Regions from separate parts of the Mus musculus genome. Here region 1 is linked to region 2. The links are chromatin contacts, called in public Hi-C maps. All regions are on one chromosome and are shown on one strand. Each heading gives the region's core, a stretch centred on a gene start, on an enhancer-like site or on the middle of the called end of the contact. The rest is flanking DNA. Distances are from core to core; before and after follow the strand shown. Region 1 overlaps Sntg1 (syntrophin, gamma 1). Region 2 has its middle 25 kb from the start of Gm39589.

The links. A called contact is a pair of places that touch in the nucleus more often than the background predicts.
Region 1: a contact with region 2 is called in a Hi-C map of embryonic stem cells, with 5 times the contacts expected there. The contact joins two enhancer-like sites. A contact is called at or near these places in 1 of 484 Hi-C or Micro-C datasets (embryonic stem cells), 1 of 115 datasets of contacts at active chromatin or transcription factors (embryonic stem cells) and 1 of 9 other capture datasets (embryonic stem cells).

What each region holds. Positions count from the first base shown.
Region 1 is chr1:8,938,916-8,943,434 of GRCm38.p6, reverse strand. All of the region lies in intron 3 of Sntg1 (syntrophin, gamma 1), which reads left to right. Among named protein-coding and RNA genes, the nearest start is that of Sntg1, 360 kb to the left of the region's middle. Within about 2 kb of position 2,509, at least 14 of the 459 cell types and tissues checked have an H3K27ac peak or open chromatin away from gene starts, as enhancers often do. A contact at or near this core is called in embryonic stem cells, where this site is marked.
Region 2 is chr1:8,095,354-8,099,598 of GRCm38.p6, reverse strand. No RefSeq gene overlaps it. Among named protein-coding and RNA genes, the nearest start is that of Gm39589, 25 kb to the left of the region's middle. Within about 2 kb of position 2,463, at least 8 of the 459 cell types and tissues checked have an H3K27ac peak or open chromatin away from gene starts, as enhancers often do. A contact at or near this core is called in embryonic stem cells, where this site is marked.

The DNA of each region.
Region 1 (4,519 bases), core at 1,260-3,759, 840 kb before region 2:
ACAAAACAAAACAAAACAAATAAAATAAATAAATAAAAAAAATAAAAATAAAGTCTCATCACCCATCATGCAACTGTCATAAAAGGCAAGTAAAACACTGAACATCCTGAGATACTATAAAAAGACAACATCAACAAAGAAGGAATAAAAAATCCTGGTGGAAAAGCCCAACAAGGAATAATAATAACAGAAAAATAGTTGACTCATATTGTTAAAAGGCAAAAATAACTTTTAGCTCAAAAACATTGTAGGGATCAGACATGGATGTCAAATTCACAAAGAGAAATGCTTTTGTTTGGGCTGAGATTCATCTTTAGAGACTTACCCATGTTGGGTAATTAACTGCTCTAAGACTAGTCTATATAACCTGCTATATTTACTCTTACCTAAATATTACCTAATTTTACTTTTGTAAAATTAAAGAAAAAAAAAAAACTACAAGGAGAAACAAATGTTTTGAAGTCAGATGTAATGAAACCGGAGGGTTCTTTATGGGATATCAGTTCTGTTGTGTCAAAACACAAGAACTAATAGTCTCCCTTGCCAGGAGAATGAAGCAGCCCAGAATAGAAGCAAAAAGACCCTTTTATGATAAATGAGCTAGCGATTTCAAAAGTGGAATTTAGCAATTATTTTTATGACCACGGGAAAAATACATGTTATAAGTTTGTATTCATGCATGCTATAGTTTTATGGTCAGAGAGTTAAAGTACTATGAAACATTTTATGGTCGGTCAATTCTTGGAACAATGGGAACAATTTATGGTAAGTAATTCACAAGATTTTGAGGAAGAACAAATCAAAAGCCAAGTTGACCTCTAGGTAAGGACATGATTAGAGAGGAGAAAAAAAGAAAGAAAGAAAGATATCAAAGTCTAACACTGTTTAACTAAAATGAAAATGTAGTCAGCTGTTTCTTTTACAGTTTAAAATAGTAAAATTAACAGGATTTCATGGTGGTTTCCTACATGCCTACTACAAAAGGTTACTCCACTGACTTGTGTATAGCCACAAAAAAGAGCTGTTGGTATACTCAAATGTTCTTCAAATCCTTGAAACATGACATGTCGAAAGTGTAATCTACAGCAACACTAGTGAAAGACTAATCATATTTAGTTCAGCATGTGTCCTCCAGATTCAGTAATCTTTAAAGACAAGGGAAGCTGGAGGGTTAATATAGATTTTCAGTTTCTGTTACCATTTTGAATGTAGATCTTTCCCAGGGCTGATAAGGCACAATAATTTCTTCCCCCAATGTTGAGCTGTGGCAGTAAGCTATAGACATAATCATACACATGATTATAGAAGAGAAGATAATTTTTTTGTGCTGCCCAGCTGTAATGGTTGTAAGTTGGGACATTCATTACATGCTCTTCCTTTGATATTTTGATCTTATAATAGAATCATCACTAGGAAGAACATGGTAAATCAAAGAGCTTTTGAAAAAAATAAAAGAGCGATTTAGATTAAATTTTCTGAAGACAGAACAACTAACTTAGAAGGAAAAAAGACACCAATGAAAATACCTATACATTTAGAATGTTGCGAACTGGCCAGCGGCTCACATGAACTGGGTTTCTCCTGGGAGGCAAACCCTGGCTGAAAGAGAGGGAAACTAGGCGGACAAGACAGAGAAATGGAGCCAAGAAAGTGTTTTGATCAAGGCTCAAATGTTTAATGGAGAATGCACTTATAAAAAAAAGGGGGGGGGGGAGGCCCATTCCCACCAATTCATCCTTGGAGCCTGGAACCAGGTGCAGATGTTGACCTGTAGGATAGGGCGTAGTCTCCGCAATAGCACTGGGGCCTCTCAGCAGGTAGCAGTATCTTGAAGAGAAACGGTGACAGTGGCTGAACAATAAAGTGATCTGGGAAGAAAGGCTCCACCCTAGGTAATCTCCTTAGTGGCAGCAAGGTCAAGTTCTGGCTCAGCCAGCTTCAGGCTGAGGGAAGGTTACAATTTCCTCTCTGTTATTAATATTTAAAAAAAAGCTGGACTGAGGCACAAAATTTATTTATGCTCCATAGTCCTGCCTGGGAATGATGGTAGCTGGCAGCAATGCCTGTCTTAGGAAATCTTAGATCTTCCCGAACCATCCAATTCTGTCTTGGAGGCTACGTGCAGCTAGTTTGTGTTATATTTCACACAAACATGGCTGTGGTGTGTTATCAACAGCCATGGACTTTTGGCATGTACCTCTGTCTTAGATTGGTATGGTTCTGAAATCTAGGTGCCCCTCATTGACTGTCTGGCCCACCTTATTCCCAATTAAGACCAAAGCCACAATATGTACTTAGAATGCTTCTTGATGAAGATTAATAACTGCCACCTGCGCTGTTGGAGGCGAGGCTGTACACCTGCTGCAGTCAGGCTGAAGGGCATTGACTGACCTGCTTGAGAAACAAGGGTGGGACAGTGAAAAGCAACAGTATAAAAGCTTCTTTGGAGAAGTCCAGGTACTCCATTCAGTTGCAAATTAGCAACGATCAAGCTTAGACTTAGCCACCCAGTGTGGGGGAGGTGGTGTTGAGAATTGCAGAAAGGCTGCAGCTTCCCTGGGAGTGGAGGCTGTGCTCCAATTTAACTTTTTGGCTAAAGAGGATTTTTAGCCATAATCAAGGTTAGAGTCATACTTACTAGAAGATTCAGGATCTGTGTTCAGTTGATGAACTAATCTCTTAGGCAGCCATCGCCCTATCTTCTTTTTGTGAAAAAACACAGACCAAGCCCCTTCCCCAGATTAGGACCGGGTCTGGACCCTTCCATTCCTTAGTTAATGGGTCCTACCACTTTACCTTGGCATAAGAACTAGAAGTAACTGGATGCCAGTGGCGATCCGCTGCAGACTGACATTTAACATCAGCTTGCAAAAAAATTAGACCAAATAAAGCAAAAGCAAGATGTGCCTTTGGTGACTTTGGGGGAATATAACTGCCCTTGTTTTGTTTTTAAAAGCCAATTTTTTAAAGTGCAATGAGCACGTTCAACTATTCCTTGTCCCATGGGGTTATAAGGAATTCCAGTTTTATGTGTGGCACTGGAGATAATGTAATACATTTAGGACATTGTTTTACAATCATTTTTGCCTGCTCCTTAGTGATCTTATGTTGGAAACTTAAGGTATGGCTAGAGAGATGAAATTTTTCATTATCACATTTGGTCAAAGCAACAGGATCTGAAATTAAGGCTTCTCCTATTAGAACTCTATTGATGCAATCATTGCCTTCAGCTAAAGGTCCAGGAAGACCAGAATGAGATTGTATGTGGCCAATATAGAATGGGTGTTTTCGGGCAAGAATGATGTTTTGCAATTGTGAAAACAGGGATCCTGCTGGCGTATTAAAGTTAAATGTACCGCAGGTCTCCAATAAGGGTACCGATTGTGCAACATATAAACTACCAGTAAAAATATTAAAAGCCTCATGCACAGACTGAAAGACATTCAGTACTGCTGTTAATTCTGCTAATTGAGATGAGAGGCCAGGAATCTTTATGATTGCCTGTTGATTATTTATAAGAAATCCAGCTCGCCCTTTAGAGGAGCCATCAGTAAACACCAGAACAGCATTTTTTCTTATGAGTTATGTATGCATAAACCATTGCAAATTTGAGAATTTATAGTATCTGAGGGATGAACAATTTTAAGCAATTGTGAGCTCTGAGATATAATATTGACTATTAATATACAAATTAAAGCTTGATTATTCAACATTTTAAAACACCATCTACAGCACACAATTTAATTATCTGTGCTGAAGCAGGGAGAAGCTCAAAAGAATAAGCATGTGATCCAATTCACATGTACTTTTCTCCCATACAAGGGCTGTTTTTAAACACAGTAAATGAGTAAATGGGACGTATGCATGCATGAATTCATAGAAGATACAGAAGCATGCATAAAAGCAATTTTTAACTTATCTTTTATTATTTAAAATGGTGGTATGCAATAGGTCAATTATTAATATTCTGTAATAACCAAATTAATTGCTGTTTGGAACAAGGAACAGACACTTAGTCAGGTTCTTAAGACACAATTTTTGTTATAGTTATCCTAAACTATATGAATTTATCTAATTCTTTGTTAGCACCACAGTGGCCTTCTTAATAGGATGCTGAAACTGTGCTTTGAGGTGAAAGCCACTTCGGCCTTGCTCGCCCCCAGCCTTCCTCTCAGGCAGAAGAGGCTGAAGGCTGAAGGTGGCCAAATCTGTTGTAGGTCAGAAAGCCCAATCGAGGGCGCCAGAGCACCCCGAATCTTACGGGGGGGGGGGGGGGGAGGCTACCCCCAGCTGGGACAGGCGGAGGCTCACGGAAGCAATGGCAAGTGCGTCCCTCCCCTGAGTTCTCTACAAAGGCGCACCACTACCGCTCAGGGAAAGCTGCGAGCCCCAAGGCCCTGCCCCGCAACAGCCAGCAGTCGCTGGCTCCACGTGGGCCAATGGTTGGCCAGGAGGAGAAGAAAAATCACTTTACAATAGTGTTTTCTCTTACCAAAGAATTGCTGTGGGCACACCTAAT
Region 2 (4,245 bases), core at 1,214-3,713:
TATTGCTGGCAATAGAGAGGGGGAATAGCAGGATATAAGGGGTATGATCAAGGAAAAAGAAAAGAGAGACTTCTCGGGGTAAGGGGGAGAAATACAGAATAATTGGGTGGTGGTAAAGGGAAGGAATAGGAAAGAAGTGATAGAATTTGTAAAGGGGGTATCTTTGGGGAAGCAAGAGGGAAATATGTTTAGGAGGAGAAGGGAGGGATGTGAAATAATATAATAATTGTAATTCAGTATATAATTAAAGTTATATAATTTTCAAGAACTTTTCTCAACTGGAATGCCAGTGCTCTCTCAAAGAACTAGGGACCACCTAAACGCAATACGGACAAACAAACAAACAAAATGAGTACCACACACGAGAAGCCTCTTTTTGAGATTTTGGCCAATATTGGCTAAGAGACGTCCAATATATATATATATATATATATATATATATCTTATGGCACTTGCCAATGGTTATCATTCAGATGTTGAAGGTAAGTTCCTATTTCTGAAAACACCATGCACTCTAGATGAATGACCAAGAGGCCATTGAGATGGAAATGAGCTAAATGCCTTCTCATTTGAAAACTCTAGAAGCCATTATTCAAGCTTCAAAGAAGGTAGGTAGCCCATAGTCCTACCCAGCTCTGAAGTCTGTGAACCCTATCAAACTTCAACACTGAATAATAACACTACAGATGGAGTAGTGACAAATATATTTCAGCAGAATTTATAGCTCTTTAACAGGAGTTGTGACCCACTCAAAAGGCGTACCGTGCCATGTACTGGAAACCTATGTGGTGCTAGTTAAATAATGCTTATTGTAGGAGAATCTATAAGTAATAATATACTAAACCACCTTAACCCCTAAGAATAATCTATAAACATTAGTCCTTATACCTACAGGTAAGTGTACAAAAGTGCAAATGCCCTTTATCAAGGAAAATTCTCTATCCAAACATGGAGACCATTAGAGAAAACCACAACTAATCAAAATGATTAGTTAGAGCCAAGTTCCAACCAACATTTCTAAAAAATACTACTACACCTAAGACTCAGGAAACATTGTGGAAGAAGTTGCAGAAAGACTGTAAATGCCAAGAATCACGGAGTTGGTTGTGAAATTATGTCTTCTAGTAACATCAGAAGCTGCATCTGTAAAGTTTCACCAACATGACTTCCCAAATATTAGAAGAACAGGGATGACATCAAACTGAATGGGGAAAGGACATTAAGGCCCGATGCTTATATGTAGAACTATAGAAAATGGAGTAAAACTGAGAGAAGTAGTGATAGTTTTCCCCAGGGAAAAGTATACCACCTGGTTGTCCAGTATCAAAACATTAGTATTAAAAACACACATACGGCCAGGTGTGGTGGGGCACACTTTTAATCCCAGAACTTGGTAAGAAAAGGCAGGCAAATTTCTGAGTTTGAGGCCACCCTGGTCTACAGAGTGAGTTCCAGGACAGCCAGGACTACACAGAGAAACCCTGTCTCGAACAACCCCCCCCCCCCAAACAAAACAAAACAAAACAAAAAACATACAAGTAAATCTATGGACTCAACAGATTACTTATGAATATATATGGGTATACAAATACATATTTGCATGTAAGAGGCCCTGGGTATAATAGAGTAAGAGAAGGGAGTATGAGAGGTTTGGAAAGGAAAAGGTAATGGAGTAACACATTGTAAATAAATTACAATAAAAAATTTCAAAATAGTATAATAAGAGGTTGTTAAATGAAAAACTCATGGCCAGATATAGGTTCTTAGGAGACTTTCAGTGTGTATGATGGAACCTACCAAATACATTGCAATCAAGCCAATAATGTAATTCACTGGTTTCTTGAGCAAGGTTATCTGAGAAAATTACCTGTTTTTTACAATTCCTTTTGTTCCTCATACACAAAGTTCTCCATTCAGATCTCCTTTTTTTATTTTATATTATTTCCTATTTTATTATATATTATTTTATATTTTTATATTATTTTATTTTATATTATTTTATTTTATTTTATTTTATAGCTACAGACTTGATTTCTTAGAATAGGAGATGTGGAAGGAAGAAATGTCTTACAGATATCACTCAAATAGTATCACTCAAATTTAGTGATCTCTGATAAAAATGTGTTGTAAGCCGGCCCATGGCCTACTTGAACCAGGTATACCTGGGAGGTAGGCTGGGGCTGAAATTGACTAGACTGAGAGAGAAATTAATGGAGACCAAGACATGATTCTGTTCAAGACCTGCCAGTTTACTTAGAGAGTGTGCTTATAAAGGAGAAGGCCCATCCCCCGCCAGTCCATTCTTGGTGTCTGGAGCCAGCCTGTAGGTGACTTGCAGGAATTCCTCCTGAATATCTCAGCGGCCTCTCAGCAGGTAGCAGTGTCTTGTGCTACCAAGGAGGAGCAGTGGTAGGTGGCAGAACAATAGAGCCATCTAGGCAGGAAGGCTCCACCCCAGGCAGTCTAATTCTCAGTGGTAATGGAGTCTGAACCAGCCTGTTTCAGCCTGGGGGAGATTACAAAAATGATTTTGTTCTGAGTGTTTTTTCCTCTGTGTCACAAAAGTTATATGAGCCATTCATGCCTGTCCACCAATTAGTGATTGTTGAAGTGGGAAGGGAACCAGGAAAGATGATAATATTTTCATAAAGGAAACTCAGACTATGCAGATCTCAGTCAGTATTCAGTTTTCAAAGCCATCCTGGGAATGTGTACAATCTTGCAATGTCTGTAAAAAGATAAGGTAGTTAAAAGGAAAACAAAAAACAAAGAAAAAATTAAGTATATTTCAAGAAAATATTAATTCTACTAAAAAAGAATAAAACTGATTTTCTCTTGAATCATTAGCGCATTTTTCTCCTTTGTTAATATTATTTTAAGAACAACAGTGAACCATTTGTGGTACTCCACATGTGCATGGTGATGAAGTCCTGTACTTCCAGCACATCATAGATAGCAGGATCTCAGACATTTTGCTATGGGCAAAAACCCAACTAAGGTACTGTGGCAACCGCCCTCGACCAGCAAGGACATGACTACCAGTTCTTCTAACAGCAGTTTATTCAGCAAGCTTCAGCCTTCATCTCTCTCCCTATTCATCTCTTTCCCTTCATCTCTCTCTCTTCATCTCTCTCTCTCTTTTCTCTCTCTCTCTCCAGAACCCCAGGCATCTCACTCTTATATACTCTCAGCCCCCACCCACTCACATCAGGCCATGTCACCTCACCAGGCACGCAGCTTCAGCCATTCAGGGTGGCAGGGGCGTGTCTTCACCAAATATGGACTTGTTTACACCACCAGCATCATGGTTCACCTGTGGAATTCTCATGATGGTTGTGGCTTATTTTCAGGTGTATGAGGATGTCAGGTGCAAATTATAAGACTTAGCAACAGTCCTGGGTGCCATCTTGGGACTGCTGCCACACCCACTCCTCACAAGGCACACTATTCAGCTCATCTCACAAATACAACAACCTACTTAAATACTCACCCACTCAAATTCCCACTTAAGAAAATCTAAAGCATGGTTTTGGCACCAAAATTTTTGGAACACTTGGAAGTTCATTAGAAAAGCAGAAAGTTGGTGTGAGGATTTAAGTGACTCTGATAGCCCAGGATAGGTAAGGCTCTACATTCAATCCCAAGTGGAACATAAACACACACACACACACACACACACACACACACACACACACACACACACACACACAAAGCCTATTTTCTCATTGATCAAAATAAAAACAGATACAAAATCACAGATCTACTGAAACATCAACTTTTGAGTGACTAGCATAGATTCTGTGACTAGCATATATTGATTTAGGACTTCCACACTTGATGAACTTGCTCTTTTGTCCTGCACTAACCTTGAGCAGGTTGAGACTGCTATATAAAACACTTCAATGTTTAATATAAAACACTTCAAAATTTAAAAATTAAAACAGGTATGAAAAATTTATCATAGTGCAGGACATGTTTAAGTACTCCATAAATAATGTCATTTGAAGTTATCTCTGTGTTTCTTGTATTGACAATATCCAGCTCTGGTGTTAATTTTCATTATTCTTCTCAGAGAAATTTTCAACAAATTTTGTCAACAAATAAAATATATTAATTGCATAACTTACCTAATATTTATGAAAGCACATTTTCTATTAAATTTCAGAAATTAATAATCAATTATATTTACAGATTAAAGAACAAGTTGTATACTTCTTCAGAATTACAAGTTTTACAAGGCACTAT